Linked DNA regions of Sus scrofa: region 1 is linked to region 2. Evidence: chromatin contacts called from public HiChIP or PLAC-seq data. All regions are on one chromosome and are shown on one strand. Each heading gives the region's core, a stretch centred on a gene start, on an enhancer-like site or on the middle of the called end of the contact. The rest is flanking DNA. Distances are from core to core; before and after follow the strand shown.

Region 1 (3,508 bases), core at 471-2,970, 83 kb before region 2:
ATCTGTGACCTACGCCACAGCTTGCCCCAGTGCCGGATCCTTAACCCCCAGAGGGAGGCCAGGGATTGAACCTGCATCCTCACAGAGACAACGTGGTGTCCTAAACCTGCTGAGCCACAACTGGAACTCCGAAAGCTACCTTTAAAAGACATGTAGCTACCCAAAGATGATGACACTCTCTCAGAATGAAAAGGTACGACTTCACATAACGTTCACCTGTATTTAGATACGATATAAAGTTAGAAAACCGTCAGTGCTTAGATCAGGCAGAGAATCAGCAAAAGACTATGGCATGAAGTAGTTAGCTTCTCTGTATTTTAATTTTGGTGAAAACTGCCCAAATAATGAACAAGAACCTTGCATAGTAACCAGAAGACAATACAAACTTGGAGAAACATTCTGGGGCAAATTATCATTTCGGTTCCCTAAATAATAAAGCTATTTCTCCACATTTGGCCACCCAATACAGTAACAGGGCTTTGTTGACTGGTTAAAATGAATCCTCCACAATTCAGTTCAACAAGTATTTATTGACCACCTCCAATCCGCCTAGCACTGGCCTGTACAATAAATGCTTTCTTTGGTCCCAGGCCATGTAACAGCCACTCTCTATAATGAAAGTACCGTATTGTGTACTGGAGGGAGGGGAGGGGGGCAGTGTCAGGCTGAAATGTAGCTGAATCTTTCAACTACTCGGACCAAAATCAAAGAACTTCAAAGCTGGAAAGGCCTTTTGAGAAAACCTAGTGGATTTTATCAATGACAAAACAGGTGGGGGACGTGTCTGGTCTTATCCAAGGTCATTCAGTTAAACAGTCTCCTAATGGCCCAGCGCAATTTCCACAAATTCTCATTCCAAGTCAAGCAGAGTGACTACGACCCAGAAATGAAAAATCCACCTAATCTTTCAGCCTTCGAAATATTTCCACAAAGCTGAGAGTGGGATGGCCATAATCCCTACCAGATCCGAATCACATCTTCATCCCCTCTGACTAGGCTTCAAAGACTCTTTAATCACCGCTCGGGGGTGGGGGTGGGGTGCAGAGATGCAGGTGATCTGGAAACACATATGCGGCACCTCGAAACGTGTCCATTTCTCGGACTTCCGCATTTTTCACCTCGAGATCCTGCAAGGACCCCGAAAAAAAAAAAAAAAAGTCTCTCACTGGAATCAAAGCAAATGGCGACGAAAGCAGAGCAGGGAAAAATCAGACAGGGGTCGGTTCGCTCGCGACCTGGTTCTCAGAAACGTCAAACGACGATGACGACACTGCAGGCGGGCGGCCCAGAAGGGGCCCGCAGACAGCAGCTCCCCAGGTCTCCCAGGAACCCCGGCCAAGGACCGTCGCCCCCTTCCCGCCTGGATCCGGGGTAGGGCGAGGACGTCTCCCCCGGGGGACGGCGCTGCCTACGGCTGGGCCTGGAAAGGGGACGGGGGCACGGACCCGCTTCACGCTGCGCCCTGGCAGCCCGGAGGGGACCCGGGGGCCGCAGCTGCGGAGCCCACCCCCATGCACACCCCTGCGGCCCCGCCCGCCCCCCAGAGGCCGGCCCCAAGTCTCACCGTGAGCCCCGGGAGCGGCCTGGGGGCGCTGGGCGAGCAAGGGGAGCTGACTCTGGGGCTCAGGCCGGCCGAAGGGCGCCGCACACGGACCTAGGCCCTCCTGACGCCTCGACACAGACACAATGAGTCACAAAGGCCGGAAGTGTGTCAGCACCTCGCCTTCCGGGACTGCGCCGCGCTTCCGGGTCCTCTCTAGGAGCGCGGGAGGATTTGGCATCTCGGTGCCCGAAAGCTGGACCCGGCCCCTGCCCTGCAGCGGTCCAGCCTCCCGCCTGGGGGTTCTCGCCCTCAGCCTGCGCGCCCCGAATTAAGGCTGGGACCAAGGGGAAGGGGATTCAGGCTTTACGGGATACTGTTCAGCTCTGACACCCGTCCATCTGATAATTCGATTTCTCCTCTTCCACCTCAGGCAGCGCTTGTAGTAATTATAGTTATTATCAAACAATAATAATACTTAGTAATTGTATGTCTGAGGCGGAGGAGCTGAAAGAAGGGTGTAGACAGAGAAAGATCAAAGCGAAGCCAGGGATGGCTGGTTTCACAAAACTACCGTGGTAGACTCTCTCACGCCCTGGAGATAATCTGCCAGTTGAGTGGGTGGTATTTTCAAAACACTTGGCCTGTAGACAAAGGACGTCTTTCTGCAACCAAGCTAGTTATAAGATTCTGTGTTCTGTTCATGTGGCATATGCTCTTATAGCAGTTTAGAAGTAGATTTCAGAATAATAACTGACATTTTTTGCCTTCAAGGTGCTCTCACAAGCTGCAATTAGGGCCTTCACCTTCACCTGGCAAGATAAGGCAGAAATAATATTCCACTTGCTGTGCAAGAGTGACCACCGTCTTTAATGATTGTGACTTTGCTCACATTCCAAGGCAAGTTCAGGGGAGAGGCTGAACTTAGTATCTGGGTTACATGATTCCTATTGCTTGGAGATTACTTTTTAAAAAATAAATTGGTGCCACCACTATGGAAAGCAGGATGGCGACTCTTCAAAAAACTAAAAATAGAATTACCGTAAGATCCAGCAATCCCACTTCTGGGCATCTATCCGGAGAAAACCTTGACTTGAAAAGGTACAATGAACACCAGTGTTCATTGCAGCACCACATACAATAGCCAAGATGTGGAAGCAACCTGAATGTCCATCAACAGAGGAGTGGATGAAGAAGATGTGGTACATGTATACAATGGAATATTAGCCATAAAAAAGAATGAAATAATGCCATTTGCAGCAACATGAATGGACCTAGAAATGATCATGCTAAGTTAGACAATGAGAGACAAACATCATATGCCATCACTTATATGTGGCATCTTAAAAAAGGATACAAATGAACTTATTTGCAGAACAGAAACAGACTCACAGACTTTGAAAAACTTACGGTTACCAAAGGGGACAGACTGGGGAGAAGGGATGGACTGGGGTTTGGGATGGAACTATTCTAAAATTAGGTTGTGGTGATGGCTGTACAATTATAATAAAAATGCACTGAATTAAAAAAATTAAAACATACTTGGAGGAGTTCCCTTGTGGCACAAAGGGTTAAGGATCTGGCGTTGTCACTGCAGCAGGTTCAATCCCTTGCCCCGGGGAACTTCCACGTGCCAAAGCTGTGGCCAAAAAAACAAACTTGGAAAGTAAAAGGCAATTACAATATCACTAAATGAAAATTGCAAAACAGAGAAAAAAATCACCTATAATCTTTCCATATTAACCCAGCTGTGATGGCTTTAATTTATCCCTTTCTTATCTGTTTTCTTATGTATATGTTTTTATTTATTGTGTTAAACATGGTTTGAAACTATGATTGTACTGGACAGGTGGCTGGTTTGCTTGAAGTACTTGTCACATTCATAGTGTGTGACCCTTTTTGGACCCAGGCTGGTGGGATCAGAACTGGGCACTTGATGAAAGCACATCTTATGCTTATGCTGGCCCG
Region 2 (3,971 bases), core at 124-2,623:
TTCTTCTCAGTATAGTATTCCAATTTACAAAGAAAACACAGCTATCGGATGCATAATTTAAACATTTAAACATAGCCATTCTGTGGAACCTTCATCAAACCCCCAAAACAGTGACCCCCAAGCGCTCCTTTTTCAAATCCCCTAATCAGCATATTATGGGAAAGGCAGTATCTGATTTGGGGACACAAGAAGAATTAAAAATTTCTTTCATAAGAAACAGAACAGAGTGCGAAGAATTTAAGAAAAAAAAAAAAAACACCTCAGAAACACAAGATAAAAATCCATTGGAGAGAAACAGATAACACTGTGAAACAGGCAAGCATATTGTTTGTTGAAAGGCTCAATGGATGACACATGGGATGGCAAGTGGTTCAAGTTGGGTACCAAAAGACAATGCATCTACGCATCTGAATCTTAAGCACTTCCACTTAAAACACCTGATTTCCTTCCCACCACTCTTAGAGTGTTGCTCTGACAACGTGGTCCTAGTCTTCTCAGGTAGGAGGATCAGGAACTGCTCCAGCACCACCAGCAGCAGCAGCTACAGGCTCTGCTTCCTCCCAGAATCTTAGACGACAGCCACTCCTGGCAGATCACCCAGAGTCCTTTAGACCTCCTGGGCGCTGAACCGCTTAAATACTGGTGGGAAGTCTCAAACCTGAGGAAGACCGTCTAACCCTAGATTCTTCCCCCTAACTTAACTATTAGAACGTCTATCTACACTGGGCGAGTGTGCCCCATGGTGAGAATGGGCTGCCTCTATCTCCTACGCTATGGAAGAAAGAGAGGGAAATCAGGGTGGCAAGGCGATCAGAAAGCTCCCTACTACGTCGTGGGGGCTAAACACTCCTTTTTCTGTTCGCTCGCCTCCGAAACTTAGCTGGCCTGTTCGCCCGGCTCCTCGAATCCCTGGAGAGTTGGTGGGCTTCGTGGGGGCATCAGGAAATCCTGCCTTTTTAGGAATTCAACTAGACCTCGGGGGTTCGAGGACGAGAACAGATTCCTTTCCTGGAGAATGAGGCTGAACGATAAAAGGGAGACTTCAGGAAGAGCCAGCCTAAGGGGATGCCCCCGATCCTCCTAATCCTTCAGGCCATAAGCTGCACCTCGCCTAGGAAGTCAGAACCTAAATCGTCCGGAGCGGCCGGCCAACACTGACCTCACCTCGCAAACCTGAAGGACTAGCGAAGTTCACCAGCGCCTCCCCACGTTGCCCCACCAGCTGCTGCTGCAGCTGCGCGGTCGCCTCACAGCCGCGCGCTCGGCAAACCTGAGGTCCTCGCCTCCTCTCTAGGCTTCCCGAGGGGGGGCTTCCGCATCTCTACTGTCCGCCCGGTGGGGGCGCGCCCTCCCGACATGCCCCGCGCGCCGTCGGGGTGCGGAAACCTGCCGTGCGCGCGCTCGGCCCCCCTCAGACGCGCCGGGAAGGACCTCCTCCCCGTCCCCGGGCCCCGCCTGGATCCCGGTCCCAGGAAGAGATGGCACTTCGCCCTTCGGCGGGAGGCGGCGGCCGCAGGTCGGAAGGCCATCGGCTTCGGGGGCCCGCCTGCAGCCTGCCGGCCTTTCCTCCGACCCCGCCCCCGGATCGGGGTCAGAGGAGCAGCATGGAGGCCGAGGACCTCCAGGAGGAGCTGAGCTGCTCCATCTGCCTGGACTATTTCGAGGACCCGGTGTCCATCGAGTGCGGCCACAACTTCTGCCGCGACTGCCTGCGCCGCGGTTTGGCGCAGGGCTGCAACCAGTTTCCCTGCCCCGAGTGCCGGCGGCCGTCGACGCCCTCTGCGCTGCGGCCCAACTGGGCCCTGGCCCGGCTGGCGCAGAAGGCGCGGCGCCGGCGCGAGGGCCCCGCGTCCCGCGGGCTGTGCGACCGTCACGGGGAGCCGCTGCGGCTCTTCTGCGAGGACGATCAGCGACTCATGTGCATGGTGTGCAGGGAGTCCCAGGAGCACCAGGCCCACACCATGGCCCCCATGGACGAGGCCTTCCAGAGCTACCGGGTGAGCCGGCCGTTGCAGGGTTGCCGGAATTGCGTGGGCACTTGTACTGTTTACACTAGGTGGCCGCTTTTGCCGCTGGAAGCATGAAACGCCCCCGTGGCCCCCTCCCAGGCTCAAAAAAGTTAAGCTACTCACCGATCTCCGGGCTGGAGTTAAAACAGGGATTGGGAGGGGGGTGTAGTCCTCCTTGCAGAATTTTCAAGGGACTGGCCTCCTGGAGTTTAAGACAAACATTGTAGAAGGTTATATACCAGTGGTGTCCAATAGAAACAAAAAACACGAGCCACGCATGCTACTAAAGTGTTTTTCAGTAGTAAAAAGAGGCAGGTGATGTTAATTTCAATATTTTTTTCAACTACATCAGTAACATTTTATTAAGAGAATTTTTAAGATAAGCAGACGAAAAACCACGGGAAGAGCAATAAATAATATGTTTTATTTAACCCTCTTTTCCAAAATATTATCACTCGGTATTAACTGATAGGAAAAATTATCAGTGAGATCGTTTACTTTTTTTTTCATGATAGGTTTTTGAAATAAATCTGTGTTTGCTTCACGTTGACCGCACACATCAATTGGGACTAGCGGTATTTCAGATGCTCCCGTGGCTGAGGTTGCTCTATTGGACGATATGGTTTATACCTGCAAATATCATAGACCACGGAGGATTTGAGAAAAGCCTGGCTGAGGGGATGGGTCAGGATTTTGTGAACTAACTTCTTTCATCAGTTGGGAAAATGAGTGTTAGAATTTGGAGATGATCTGGTCTTCCCATCTTAGGGGTTAAGAAGCTTCGGTTAAATAAATCAGTGTGTCATACGCTACTCCAGCCACGTTGGCCTTCTTGCTTTTGTTTCAAGCCTGTTCTCTCTCTCTACCCGTACTTCCCATCCTTTAGATCCTTTTAGAGTTTAGCTTGAAGACCTTCCTTGCGCATCCTTTCCAGAGTAGCCCCACCCCCTTCCGTTACTGACGGTGTCACTCCAGTGGTCTCCATCTGAATTGGTATCTAGTAAGTACTTGCTGAATACACGAATTTCATGACAAGTTAAAGTGGATTGTAAACTGTCAAACGCTGTACAGTTTTTTATCAACTGACTGCAAACAGGAAACAGGTGCGGTTAGACTAGAAGGGGTACATTCGTTTCTTTAGTCAGTCATCTTTACTGATGCTTACTGTATGCGAGTTGGTACCAGCCCACAGAAGGTTTGAGGTTAGTGCGATCAGACAGGGGTGAGGCGAGGCTTCCCAGAGAAGTGAAACATGAGTTCATCCTTGAAGGATGTGAACAGCAAGGTAGGGGAGAGGATTGTCAGGCCAAGGGAACAGCATATTCAGTGTGGAAGAGCATGTGAAAAGTAAGGGAACCAGAGGATGTTTGGGAGTGGGGCCCACGGGAGAGAGGAGGGCAGGAGTTGAGGCTGCAGAAAGAGGCAAGGGCCGTGTCACGGAGGATCTTGTTCCACCACGCTAAAAAGACCGAGCTTTCTCTTTCAGGGGTTGGGGAGTCATGGAAGGATTTCCAGGCGGGGGAGGACATGAGCAGTTCTTTTGTTTTAGCTGAGAAGGCTTCTTGGAAGAGGTGGGATTTCAGGATTCACTAAAATGGGCCGACAGGTAGGGAGAGCGCAGGTAAGGGCGGGTGGAGTGTCATGAGGCTGACTGGCCAGGTGTTTAGAAGGCAGGTCATGAGGCAGAATTCCTCAGTATCTCACCTTTCTGACCCTCCTCTGCTTGTCACTGCTCTGTTTACCCACCTCCGCCTCCACCCCCACCCCAAGTTGGCCAGAAAAGCAATAGGTTGCTCAGGGTGGAGCTACCATTTCCACCATCCTGCTACCAGCACTTACTCAGATGGGTGCCCCATGTCTTAGACGTTTGGAGTTGCCTAAGTCCGTGGAAACCGTCTCCCATCCTCTCCTCACACCCGAGCCCGCAGACAGTGTGCTAGGTGCTTCTGCTTAGGATCTGGG

Evidence for each region. HiChIP or PLAC-seq counts read pairs in DNA pulled down with a chosen protein or histone mark.
Region 1: an H3K27ac HiChIP or PLAC-seq map of alveolar macrophages shows a contact between it and region 2. The contact joins the promoter of ZKSCAN1 here to the promoter of TRIM4 in region 2. A contact is called at or near these places in 3 of 47 Hi-C or Micro-C datasets (embryonic fibroblasts, heart right ventricle and skeletal muscle) and 2 of 2 datasets of contacts at active chromatin or transcription factors (alveolar macrophages and skeletal muscle).

What each region holds. Positions count from the first base shown.
Region 1 is chr3:7,918,853-7,922,360 of Sscrofa11.1, reverse strand. It overlaps ZKSCAN1 (zinc finger protein with KRAB and SCAN domains 1), which reads right to left and starts at 1,720. Exons shown (of 7, transcript XM_021086191.1): 1 at 1,565-1,720.
Region 2 is chr3:7,834,989-7,838,959 of Sscrofa11.1, reverse strand. It overlaps TRIM4 (E3 ubiquitin-protein ligase TRIM4), which reads left to right and starts at 1,373. Exons shown (of 6, transcript XM_003124333.5): 1 at 1,373-1,997. The coding sequence starts at 1,479. LOC110259868 (a long non-coding RNA gene) reads right to left here and starts at 1,306. Exons shown (of 2, transcript XR_002342269.1): 1 at 1,165-1,306.